Linked DNA regions of Mus musculus: region 2 is linked to region 1. Evidence: chromatin contacts called from public promoter capture Hi-C data. All regions are on one chromosome and are shown on one strand. The core of a region is the stretch at or near the end of the contact, and the rest is flanking DNA. Distances in the headings are between cores, read along the strand shown.

The links. Capture Hi-C pulls out chosen DNA fragments and counts their contacts.
Region 2: a promoter capture Hi-C map of pancreatic islet shows a contact between it and region 1. The contact joins the promoter of Olfr90 here to the promoter of Rnf39 in region 1. A contact is called at or near these places in 14 of 39 promoter capture datasets (the 3T3-L1 cell line, the HPC-7 cell line, cranial neural crest and 7 more), 1 of 15 datasets of contacts at CTCF or cohesin (the NIH/3T3 cell line), 2 of 484 Hi-C or Micro-C datasets (both in embryonic stem cells), 17 of 115 datasets of contacts at active chromatin or transcription factors (embryonic fibroblasts, embryonic forebrain, embryonic hindbrain and 8 more) and 3 of 9 other capture datasets (adipose tissue, liver and pancreatic islet).

The regions. Positions count from the first base shown.
Region 1 is chr17:36,939,574-36,946,304 of GRCm38.p6, reverse strand. It overlaps Rnf39 (ring finger protein 39), which reads right to left and starts at 3,254. Exons shown (of 4, transcript NM_001099632.1): 1 at 2,855-3,254; 2 at 1,109-1,131; 3 at 810-901. The coding sequence starts at 3,217. Gm33595 (a long non-coding RNA gene) reads left to right here. Exons shown (of 2, transcript XR_385575.3): 2 at 1,145-1,608.
Region 2 is chr17:37,084,532-37,091,197 of GRCm38.p6, reverse strand. It overlaps Olfr90 (olfactory receptor 90), which reads left to right and starts at 4,962. Exons shown (of 1, transcript NM_146477.2): 1 at 4,962-6,007. The coding sequence starts at 5,035. The coding sequence ends at 5,967. It overlaps Gm41579 (a long non-coding RNA gene), which reads right to left and starts at 3,472. Exons shown (of 3, transcript XR_876797.2): 1 at 3,398-3,472; 2 at 2,020-2,137.

The DNA of each region.
Region 1 (6,731 bases), core at 2,005-4,504:
GTATTAAGTGAGATGGAGGGGTGACTAAGGAATGGAACATCTCGAGAGCTACCTTGGGAATGAGCACAGAAGGGGTAGAGGAGGTGCTGGAGTCTTGACCCCCTTTCCAAGAATGGGAGGAGGTGGAAGCAGGGATCTTGTACTGTCTGGGGGTACATAAAAAACGTGAGGGAACGTGGCTGAGATCTGAGGAATTAAGGATATTGTTCTGGGTTACATTGTGCCTCCTGTCCAGCTGTGGAGTTACATATGCATAGCCTCAGCACATTAGAGGCAAAGACAGGGACTAGAGGTCCATGCCAGCCTGGGATACATAGAAAGAGACTCTTTAAAGGGGGTGGGGTGTCAGTTTTGTTCCCCAATTTTCTGAATTTACCTTATGCGTGTGTGTGTGTGTGCGCGCGCGTGTGTTTGAGGGGAGGATTTTCACAAAGGTAATCAGGTTAAAAAATGAGATTATTACAGTAGGCCCTGATGCAGGATGATTTCTATCTTAAAAGAGAGTGGAGACACTTGCACACAGAGACAGGTACCTAGAAGGAAGCCCAGGTGAGACCATCTGTGGACCAAGGAAGTATTGAGGTTTCCAGAGCCAGGAGAGAGCATGGAACAGATTTCTCCTTAGCCCTCAGACTTCTATCTCTAGACTTTGAAGTGCGAATGGTGGTTGTTCAAGCCACCTATTTGTGACACTTCATTATTTCAGCTGTAGGAAGTCAAAACTGATACCAAAGTGGACTTGAGCATTTTCTAGAGCGAAGAGGGAGCAAACAGAGCATAGCTTATGATCCGCTCCCTCCCCTCTTCACCTGTCAGCCTGTGAAGCATGTTTTTGACCACGGGGTAATCTTCAGGGAGATCCTCCTCTGAGTTAGATGGCTTGGGTGCTGGGACATCGAATCTGGAGAGACGAAGGAAGTTATTGGCATCCCTGTCTTTTTGATGCTGCTTCTGATGATCCTAACCCACTCACTTGTCACAGAAACAGGTGAGGCTACACTCTAGAAAGCCCGTTGCTAAGTGGAGGTAAAGAGAGGGGTCTGGAGGGAAGGTCATGGCTATGGCTGTAGGTAGTGGGAAGGAAGAAACAAACAAAAATGGAACTCACCGTCTCCATGTCTTCCTCATATCCTGGTACGGGCAGAAGAAAACATAGGTGTGAGTTCACACTGTGGGACATCTTCCCCTCCGCCTCAGGTGAGCTCTGACTGCTTGATACCTTCCCACCTTTTAAAACCATCTCCCCACCCCACCCCAAACACCCTGCCCGCTCTGCTCCATTTTTCTCTTCAGTTCTCCCTTCTTCTTTCATGTCCTTTACTTCTGCCTACTCCAAAATCACTTTCTCCTCAGGTTCCTAGCTTCATCCAGACTGTTATATGCCTTCTCCATCCTTCCACAGCCTCAACACAACTACTTCTTACCTCTTGTTTAATCTTCCCAGGCCCACGCTCTCTTTTAGTATGCTCTCCTTCTTTAGTTACCAGCATGTCTTCCAGATATATGTCCACCCCGTCACCACAAAAGGGACACACACCCATATTCCTTGAGCTAAGAGTTGTTATATAAAAGCCTAACAATAAAGCTGCTCTCCTTTTTGTCTTAAAAGCTCAGTGGCGTTTATTGGGCTCTTTGGTTTTATTATGTCTCTGTACCCTCAGGCCCCTGATCTCAGAAGTGTCCTAAGAGACCCTACAGATTTTGTAGGGAGCCATGGAAGCCTGAAGAGGGCGCTAGATTCTCTCACCCTCCAAACACTGGGTTTCCTTCATCCCTCTTTTCTGATTCCAGAGAGGATGGCTGGGAAGGCCAGTGTGGCAGGAAGAAGAGAGGATGGCAATTACACCTAGACTAATTAGGTCTGTGAAGCCTTCAAAGGGCGGAAGCCAGACCCAGGGCGGGAGGGCTGCTAAGGGGTAAAAAAGCCAGATGGATGGTTTTGAGGTACTGTAAAGGAATAGGAGTGGTTGATGTCTAAGGGGCTCAGGGAGGGCCTAGTGGAAAACTTTATGGCTGCAACGTGGAGACTAGCAAGAGGCCTGCCAGCTGTTCACCCCGACCTAGCTTCCACCTGTTTCCGCCCGTGCCTGGGGATCTGGGAGGAGCTGAGAACAATAACAACCCACAGTTCGGCTATGGCTTGTTAGGGGAACCCCTGCCTCACTTGAGGCACTTTGATTTGACACACACACACACACACACACATACACACACACACACACACACACACACACACACACACTCACACTCGCATTAGACTCCTAATTTCCCATCCCTCCATTTCTGCTTTTTCTGCACCCAGTGTCAACCTTGGCTCCAGTGATTCTGTTTATTGGGTCCTATCACCACCCTCCCTGGGCTGCTCCTTTCCCTAATCCGGGTGTCTGCACCCCATTCCCCTTTCTGGCTCCCACCCCGGCTCTCCAGGAGGCTTCTGAGATCTCTAGGGGGCTCAGCCTTCTAACTGCCACTAGCCTGTTTCTTTCTGCCTCTTCCCTCCAGCCTCCTCCTCCCCTGACCGAGTCAATTTCTTCCAGCCTGTCCTACCTCCCTTTCTCAAACTACTCACTCAAGACTTGGCCAGTCTTTCTCCCTCCCTCCCCGCTTCCTCCCTTTCTTAAAATTCTTATTTAAAATTCCTTTATCTTTTCGATGTAGCCATTTCTGTACTGGAACTCGCTATGTCTATCAAACTGAACTTGAGCAATCCTCCTGCCTCCGCTTTCTGGTGCCAAGCTGTCTGCCACCTATATTTCCATTAGGGCTTCAGAGCGAAAAGCATGGCTCCCACCTTTGCTAGGACACCCACAAACCTCTTCTTCACCAACAACCAGAACCGGAGAAGGCGCCTTACCTCTCCGTGGGGATCCAGGCAACCCATGGTGGGGATGCGGCCACCGCGTCGTCTCCCGGCCCGGGCTCCGGGCTCCGCCAGTTTCTCACGCAGCCCACGGCTGATGCGCACCTCCACTGCCAGTCGCACGTTGGACCTCAGGCTGCGTCTGGGGCATGGCTGGCCACAGCACGGGCAGGAAGGGGGCGCCGCCTCCGAGCCGGACGCCGCCGGGGCCCCCCAGCAGCGCGCCAAGCACGCACGGCAGAAGCTGTGTTCGCACGCCAGCAGGACTGGGTCCTCGAAGGGGCCCCCGCACAGCGGACATGTCGCCAGCTGCTCCAGACGCTCCACCAACCCCGGGCCCAGCTCGGGAGCCTCCATGGAAAGCAGGGGTCCCGACGCACCCTAGTCCTCAGCCGCCCCCGAGCTCGCAAGTGGCGGACCACGCCCGCTGCGTGCTGACTTGACGCCCCTCGCTGCGCCTCCCTCATTCACTTCGCACCTCCTATCTACCCCTCTCCCGGGCTGCCTCGGTTACCCAGATCGGACTCAGAGCGTCTCCTCACCACGTCAGGTTTTATAGGGAGGGAGGAGGCCCGGTGCAGGAGGTAAACAGCAGACCTTGCGTAATGCCTCATCTGGTTCTCCCGCTTCCCTAGTAGGGTTTGGGGCAGCAGGGTGTGAAGACTGAGACACCTAGGTTCTAGAACCTAGGAGGTGAGCACCAGGGCATGCGCTGTGGGCAAGGTAGCACTGTTGGGTTTGGTAGCCCCCGTGAGTGAGTCCCTGAAGAGCGTGAGTCTCCCCCCTTGGCCTGCGGTGTGCTTTTGGTGGGCAGGATGCCCAGGCTCGCTCTTGGCATGCGTGCTCACATTGCCAGGGCATGAGTCATCCCAGGTGGCTGGCACACCTACATCTGGGGGTTGGGGGCCCGGAAGCTTGGGTCCTGGACTGTGTGGCTTTGGCAGGCCTCTGAGTGTTGGCGTGTGGTTGTCACTCCTGGCGCCTCTCTGCCTTCCATCTTCCTGCCTTGCCTATTAAGGTCTGGGGACACGCAAGCTTCTGGAGAAGAGCTGGAAGCAGGCGCCTACACACTCTTGCCTCTCAACTTCAGGCTCTGCATCCTCTCTCTCTCTCTCTCTCTCTCTCTCTCTCTCTCTCTCTCTCTCTCTCTCTCGTTTCCATTTTCTCTATGCTTTTCCTTTGTGTTTTTATTTTCAGCTTTCTTGTTCACCTTTACTTTGTACCTGACAATTACTCATTTCAACTGATCTCAGAGGCCCAGAGACCCAGATCATCAAGGGAATCAACTTACCCATTTGTTTAAGTGACAGATCCTGGGAGCTCCCTTCTGCCTTCATTTCTGATCTTTCCTTGTTACTCCCCACCCCACCTCTATCACCATCTCTTCCTTCTCTCCTCTCTTTCTTCCTGTTCTCTCCTCTTCCTAGCTCCCCTTTCTCTTTTCCTAGCCTTTCTGCCTGGATACATTTAGGAAATTCTGAAAAAGCTCTGTTTGTCCCCATATGTGACCACAAACACTGTTGCATGTGTACCATGCTCATTGGTGTCCCACTCCAGTACGCACAAGCCTATAGATAGATACACTCATACAGTACAGGCATTACAAACATATCTCAGTAGTCTCATAACATTGTGCATCAGGAGGTTGTTGAGGGACAGATGAACACTCAACCAAAATAACCAGAGAGGAACCTTGTCATTAGTTTTATTGTTGATGATAATAACAAAACAAGGCATGGGCTTTACAGAGCAGCAGCACTTTATTGGGCACCCCTTCCAGGCACCCTTCTTCCTCCCCCACAGTTACTAGAGAGGTACTCAAATGTGACACCATGATAAACAAACCTCCACAAACAAACACAGACCTCCCAGTGCAACATCAGGATGCACCAGCAAAATATGAGGCTGGGTGTGTTGGTGCATGCCTGTAATCCCAGAACTCAGGAGCATGAGGCAAAAGGATTGCCATGAGTTCCACGCCAACTTGGGCTGCATATGAAACTATCTCAAAAAACAGCTCCCATTCCAACTTAAAAAAAAAAAAAAGACCCAACAACGATCTAAATCTGTTTCACAAAAGATGCATTTCTATGCAGGTAGAAGGGTACCGTGCCACGCAAGACACTTCATCCAATTCCTAGAAACTGACGAAGACGTTGCCTTACTTAGAAACAGAATTAAGTTGAGGTTGTACTATGTTTGATGATTGGTTGAGCTTAGAGAGACTTCCCAGAGTACATAGGTGAATCCACTGTAATTACAAGCATTCTTAAAGTTCTCAGACTGACATTGCTGACATGTACACACACATACACACACACACACTTTATTGATATGTTTGTATCTGTATGAGAGAATGAAAGGAAAGGTCATCAGAAGAGGTTATCATATATCCTGAAGCTGGACTCAAAGGCAGTTGTGAGCCACCCAGAGTGGGTGCTGGGAACCTAACTCAGGTCCTCTGCAGATGTAGCAAGTACTATGTGCTGGATAGTTTTATGTCGGCTTGACACAAGCTAGAATTGCTGGAGAGGAGGAAGCCTCAATTGAGAAAATGTCACCATAAGATTCAGCTGTAGGGCATTTTCATAATTAGTGATCCATGAGGGAGAGGACTCCAAATGAGGGAAGTGGTCCTCGATTCCATAAGAATTTAGGTGAAAGAAGCCATGAGAAGCAAGCCAGGAAGCAGCATTTGCCCATGGCCTCTGCATCTGCTCCTGCCTCCAGGTTCCTCTACTGCTTGAGTGCCTGTCCTCACTGCTTTTGATGAGGAACTGTTATATGGAAGTGTGGGCAAAATAAACCCTTTCCTTCTCAAATTGTTGTTCGGTCATGGTGTTTCACCACAGCAGTAATAACCCTAACTGAGACACACACTATTAACCATTAAACTGTCGCTCCAGCCCCCATACATTACTGGCATTGACAGTTGAGGAAGGGAGCCATGATGCAAAGAAGCAGCAAAAGCTAAGAGAAGGGATTATGCACTCAATGATCCATTAGGAGCCGTGTCCTGCTGAGACCTTAATTTTATCCCAGTGAGACCCTTTACAGACTTATGAACTAAAGAATTAAAAGACAGCAAATGTGAGGGCTGGAGAGATGGTTGCACAGTTAAAGGTGTTTGCTACTCTTTCAGAAGACCTGAATTAGGTCCAGAGCCCACATCAGATGACTCACAGGCAGGTATAACTTCAGATCTTCTGGGCACCCACACATGTGGCATATATTCACACACACACACACACACACACACACACACACGCAGATAGGGATGTGACTCAATGGTATAGTGCTTTTCTCGAATGTACAAGGCTCTGGGCTTAATAACAAAACAACCATGTGTGTTAAAACTCTAAACTTTGTGTCTAGACAAACTTCTATAGGCCATTTTGAAATAAAAATTTCTAAGTGATTGTGTGGTTAAAAAAAAAAAAACCACTAAACTTTGTGGTAAGTTTATTGCAGAAGCTATAAGAAATTAATACACACACGCTAGTCCATTCTCCTTGTCTCTTGCATTTGGGGTCTGTATTTGTGTGTTTGTTATTGTTAACTTTATTTTGTTTAAGATGTAGTCTTGCCGGGTGTGGTGGCGCACACCTTTAATCCCAGCACTCGGGAGGCAGAGGCAGGCGGATTTCTTAGTTCGAGGCCAGCCTGGTCTACAAAGTGAGTTCCAGGACAGCCAGGGCTATACAGAGAAACCCTGTCTGGAAAAAAAAAAAAAAAGACCTAGTCTTCTATGTAGCCCCAGGCTGACCTAAATTTGCTATGTAGCTCATATTTGCCTCAAACTTGAAATCCTCTTACCACAGCCTACTTGAATGCTAATTTCAGTATATAACATATTTCACAGGTATTTCAC
Region 2 (6,666 bases), core at 3,713-6,212, 140 kb before region 1:
ATATTTAGATTAGCAAGTATTACCTTTTTCATATTTGAAAAAAAATGTGTTCAAAATTTTCGTGAGAACATGATCATAATCAAGTTCACAAGTCTGGCCAATATCACCTTTCACAGATGGTCATTACCATCATGCCTACAACTAATATTCTCTTCCTCATATAAATCTTGTTATATTTATATTGTTATAATGTTCTTTTTGTCCTCATTTGTGCTTATGCTTCATGCTGTTTTACCAGAGCCCGCCACAATCATGCCTCTGTCCTAGAGGAGAAAAAGAACTTTTCTAAAAGTCTGGGAAATGGCTCAGCAGCTAAAAGTACTTCCTGCTCCTCCTGAGGACTCAAGTTCTATTTCCAACACACACATCAGGCAGCTCACAACCTCCTGTAACTCCATGTCTAGAAGATCCTGAACCCTATTCTGGCATCTGCGGGCATCTCCCTTATACAACATACACACAAATAAAAATCCTTTTTAATTATTTAAAAGAAGAGAATTATCATTATAAATACATTCACATAGCATTAAAAAGTTAATTTATACAAACTCATATTGGAATAAACCATATTAAAACAAAGATAATAAATATTTAAACTCATAATTTTGCAGTTATTTTATGTCCTATGAATATTCATATCCATGACTTCTAGATGATAAAATATTATAGCATGCACAGACAACTGTGTGTAACTTTTAACTGTGCATTTCTTTCCAACTCTAGGTTTATTTATTTATGGTTGGCTGGCTGGCTGGCTGGTTGGTTGGTTGGTTGATTTTTTTTTTTTTTTTTTTTTTTTTTTGAGAAAAGGTCTTGCCGGGCAGTGGTGGTGCATGCCTTTAATCCCAGAACTTGGGAGGCAGAGGCAGGTGGATTTCTGAGTTCAAGGCCAGCCTGGTCTACAGAGTGAGTTCCAGAACAGCCAGGGCTACACAGAGAAACCCTGTCTCAAAAAACCAAAAGAGAGAGAGACCCACTATGTAGCCTTGGATATCGTGGAACTTCCTAAGTAGACCACTCTGACCTTGAACTCAAAGAGATCCACCTGTCTCTGCCTAAGATGTGTTCCACCGTAACCCCACCATATTTATAGTTTAAAATTGGCCACTCTACACTACAGACAAGTAGTCTGTGTACACCTTTAATATCAGCATTAGAAAGACTTGACAGTTTCAGGTCATCTTTGGATACATAAGGAGACTCTGTAAAAAACAAGAAGTGAAGGTGAGTGGAAAGGAGGGAGAAGGGCAGACAGAAGGACAGATTGAAGGAAGAAGGTTAAGTTAAAGTACAGAAATCAATACATTCTCTATTGCAGGCTTATTTGCCTGAAGGAAAGGATACTGTCCATGTCCCATTGAAACACAGTTATGAAAGAGTTCTGACAGGAACTAGAAGAAAAACTGTTGTGTTAACTTACATACACACCTTTAAATCTAAACTGAGTCTGGTCCTTTTTCATGATAGCGCTTGAAAAGAGTCTATTTGGACTGGAGAGATGGCTCAGTGCTTAAAGAGCACTGACTGCTCTTCTGAAGGTCCAGAGTTCAAATCCCAGCAACCACATGGGGACTTACAACCATCTGTAATGAGATCTGACGCCCTCATCTGGTGCGTCTGAAGACAACTACAGTGTACTTACATATAATAAATAAATAAATCTTTTTTAAAAAAAGAAGGAGGAGGAGGAGGAAGAGGAGGAGGAAGAAGAGGAGGAGGAGAAAAGAAAAGAAAGAAAGGAAGGAAAGGAAAGGAAAGGAAAGGAAAGGAAAGGAAAGGAAAGGAAAGGAAAGGAAAGGAAAGGAAAGAGGAAAAAGGAAAAAGGAAAAAGGAAAAAGGGAAAAAGGAAAAAAGGAAAAAGGAAAAGGAAAAGGAAAGAAAAGAAGTCGATTTAGTGCATGCAAGACTGAATGCAGAAAGACGGTGATGCAGACCCAGACTCATGAAACCTGGGCATCACCACTATAGCTGTGGCTATTCCTTAGTTTCCTTTGTGGAATTCCATCATTTCTAAGATACCTCTGGGTTAGGAGATGATTAGAATCACATGGCTGAAGTAATGGGGTCAACCATCCTTTACATCCTGCTTATCATTTTACACTGTGATAATCTTCTGGATTACAACACTGTTCTGCCTCTGTGGAGAGAGTGTAGATTTGCATGTTTACCACTGCTATGGCTGTCACTCAACATACCAAAGAACCAATGTAGGATTCTGCCAACTACCAAATATACACAGTCAGAGCATAACCATTTGAACTGGGCTAGTGGAACCTATGTTCTCATTATGATTCATCAGATGAGGGGTAGACAAATATCTCAAGAGATCTACAAACCTAGGATTTGAACATCTGTATTATTATTACAATATAGAATATTTCAAAGGAATTAAGCAGAAAGGGAAGAATTTGAGAAGTGTTAATGGTATAGTCCTATATGGATATATGAAAGAACTAAGAAGATGTCTGGATGGTGGGTGAAGAAGAGCAGATGTGACATTGGTTATTCCAAATACTATCTTATTGAGAGAAAGGTAGTGGGTGAACTATTGACCTACTCCAGTGGGGACTATTGCTGGCATGCTTCCTCCAGAATCCCATGCCCCTTTACCATAATTACAAGCTAATTAACTGTCTATGGGCTGTGGAACCCTTGGGTCTCAGCTGAATTAATGAGCTGTTTCTCCACAGGAAAGGAATTCTGGGATTCACTCTCCACAAAATACCATGTCAGGCTTTCCACCACCAGGACCACTAACAGATAGTAACTTTTCCATGTACTGAGGGGGTAAGCTCTTTGTATAAACCTTAATGGAAGAGATGACTCTGCCCTACCTTGACTTCATTTGTGCTATATAAAAGAGAGTGGATTATAGTTGTTTACACAACTCTGATTGCTTACAAATATACTCATTTATCTTATTGATTTCAACTTTCTTTGCTTCAACTTCTCGTGTTAAGAAGATACAGATATGCAGAGTTGTAAAGGATAATGATGTGTGTAAACAGATGTTTAACAACCAGCTTGGTTAGCCTTAGTTTATAGTATTTGCTGAATTTACACAGTGGAAATACTCCTAGCAAGGAAGAGGCTAGCTAACATTTATTTACTAACAGGTACTACTATGCACTAGATATAGCTCATTGCACATACTTGTACTTAGAAAAGTGCCCAGTAGGAACCATTATCAATTCTTACTAATACTAGATATCTAGGCACCCATTCAGAGATGAGGAATCTTATATTCAGTTTTCTTCTTGGTGTCCATGTTGGGAACAAAGCACCTGTTGAGAGTTTGGTGACAGACTATTATTGCTGGCCAAAGAGGAAGAGGATATTCTGTCGTTGAAGGTACGTAAAATATTTCTCATCTGTGAAATATCAGATGTGTACTTACCAACCAAGCCTCAGGATGGAAGGCGAATGAAACCAGAGATTTTTGTTTGTTTCTTTGCTATTGGAGAAGGTTGCTTTGAAAAAAAAACACAAAGAAACAAAGAATAAGATTTCATTTAGTGTGTGTGTGTATGTGTGCGTGTGTGTATTCATGTGTACATGTGTGTGTCAGTGCTTGCAGAGGCCAGAAAAGGATATTGAATTTCCTGAAGCTGGATCCATAGGCTATTGTGAACTGCTTGTGAACTGCTTGTGAACTGCTTGACATGGGTGTTGAGAACTGAACTCTGGCTCGCACCAAGCACTTTTAACTGCTGAGTCCATTTTTGCTCTTGAAATAAGGAATCACTGTGTGGCCCATGCTGTCCTCAAACTCATCACCCTTCTTCCTCCACCTCCTGAGGGCTGCCATGAAAGGCATGAAAGGCTGCCACAATGCCTGACCTAAACAGGGTGAATTTCTAACACCTATACCAGCCATGTGGTTTCATTCCTTCAAGTTCTGAACAGGAGCAGAGCATGGTCAGCCACAGTTCCCCTCTTTCTGCATTTCTCTGAACACCAGGCCCGAGAAATTATCTCTGGAATCTTCATCCTAATATCTGTTGGACAGGTGCCTGAAACATGTTATTTACCCTGATACAGTTTGATCATTGATAAAATTGGGATGATCATTGCAGAGCTATTTGTAGAAACCAGGTGTTCAGATAGATATCTATCACAATTGGCCCAAGGAAAATACTTTGCAGATGTAAAATCTCAATATAAAAAGGAGAAAGTGATTACCAGACCATCATTGACTTCTTCAGATGACCAACCCCTGCCCTGTCTCATAGTACAATGTTTACACCTTAGAGCTTCAGAGGGAAAAAAATGTACAGGCCAATAAATGTCAGAAAGACAGGCAGACAGTGGTGGCACACACCTCTAATCCCAGCACTCAGGACAGAGGCAGGCAGATCTCTGGGTATGAGGTTAATCTGGCCTACAGAGTGAGTTACAGGATAGTCAGGGCTACACAAAGAAAACTTGTCTCAAAAAAAAAAAAGAAAGAAAGAGAGAGAGAGGGGGGAGGGAGGAAGAAAAGACAAGACAAGAAGAAAAGAAAAGAAAAACAGGATGACACAAACTAGGAGAAATTATACCAAATGGAAAAGCTCAAAAGAGAGAAAAGGGCAAAGAAACAGGTATTTGAAACACATAAAGATATTCAGAATGAGGCAGAGAAAAGGAAGGAGTTAATTGCCAAGAGAACAAGCAAATTAGAAACAGAAAGTTAGTAAGAACAGAAGTTGGTGCGTGAATGAGTTGGGTGCCACTACGGTAACACACTGAAAACTGCACAAAGAAAGCAAAGAGTGCTTTGCTGCTATTGACATCAGTCTCCTTTGCCCAGGAACCCAGTGTGAGGAGCCACCTGTTCTCCACCACACTCCTGGTTTCCTCTCAGCTAGTGGACTCTATCTGACCAGGAGGAAGAATGGAAGAAAAGTCCTTAGGTGACGGGCCTGGAGAAGGGAGCCTGAGAAACATCAGTCTACCTTGTGTGTCCTGAGAAGTAGTCAGGGTGAGTTTTCACCAGGTCCTTTGTACCACACTAAGCTGACAGTCTCATCCCTCCAACTAGATACAGAGACCATGGTCAACCAGAGCTCCCCCGTGGGCTTCCTCCTGCTGGGCTTCTCTGAACACCCACAACTGGAAAAGGTTCTCTTCGTCGTTGTCTTGTGCTCCTACCTCCTCACCCTCCTAGGAAACACACTAATCCTCCTGCTGTCCACCCTGGATCCCAGGCTCCACTCTCCAATGTACTTCTTCCTCTCTAACCTCTCCTTCTTGGACCTCTGCTTCACCACAACCTGTGTCCCCCAGATGCTGTTCAACCTCTGGGGCCCCGAAAAGACCATCAGCTTCCTGGGATGCTTTGTCCAGCTCTTCATCTTCTTATCTCTGGGGACGACGGAGTGCATCCTGCTAGCAGTGATGGCCTTTGACCGCTATGTGGCTGTGTGCCAGCCCCTGCACTATGCCACCATCATCCACCCTCGCCTGTGTTGCCAGCTGGCAGCTGTGGCCTGGACGATTGGCCTAGTGGAGTCAGTAGTTCAGACGCCATCCACTCTGCGCCTGCCCTTCTGTCCCCACCATCAGGTTGACGACTTTGTGTGTGAGGTCCCTGCTTTGATTCGACTGTCCTGTGGGGACACCACCTATAATGAGATACAAATGGCTATTGCCAGTGTCTTCATCTTGGTTGTACCTCTGAGCCTCATCCTTGTCTCTTATGGTGCCATTGCCAGGGCAGTGCTGAGGATAAGCTCTGCAAAGGGGCGCAGGAAAGCTTTTGGGACCTGCTCTTCCCACCTCATTGTGGTCACTCTCTTCTACAGCTCAGTCATCGCTGTTTATCTGCAGCCCAAGAATCCTTATGCTCGAGAGAGGGGCAAGTTCTTTGGTCTCTTCTATGCTGTGGGAACTCCTTCTCTTAACCCTCTCATATATACCCTAAGGAACAAGGAAGTAAAGAGGGCATTCAGGAGGCTGCTCTGGAAGGAAGTGAAGCCCGGCTGACACACTCTCAGTAAGCTGAATGGGAAATCTGCATGCCTTGTAGGCTTAAGTTTTCCTCCCTAACATCTTCAGACCTATCCTGCCTCTGTAGTAGATGACAGACTGTAAGACACAAAGAAGAGAGGTTCAGTAAAGGAGTATAACTATGCAAAAACCTTACCACATGAATCAAATGTAATCTACCTGTATTTTCATTAATTCATCCTCGTCCTCATACGCTTCATCTCATTGACTTTATCTCTAATTCCTTTCCCTTCCCTGTAAATATAAAGTATCGTATTTATTTTTTAAGGTTTTATTTTATTTTTGTTTTTTTTTTTAAAGATTGATTTTATGCGTACAATGTAGCTGTCTTCAGACATACCACAAGAGGGCATCAGATCCCATTACAGATGGTTGTGAGCCACCCTGTAATTGCTGGGAATTGAACTCACTAGCTCTGGAAGAGCAGCCAGTGCTCTTAACTGCTCAAACACCTCGCTGGCCCAAGGTTTGATTTTTATGTTATGTCTCTGTGTGAGTGTGTGTATATGTGCAGATGTCTGAGGAAGCAAGAAGAGGTCCCCTGAAACTAGAGTCACAGACAGTTGAGTTATCTGACATGGGTGTCTAACTTGAACTCTGATCCTGGAAAGAACACAAATGCTGAGCCATCTCTCTAGCTACTTGTCACATCCATGCTGCTGTGTCTATACCAAT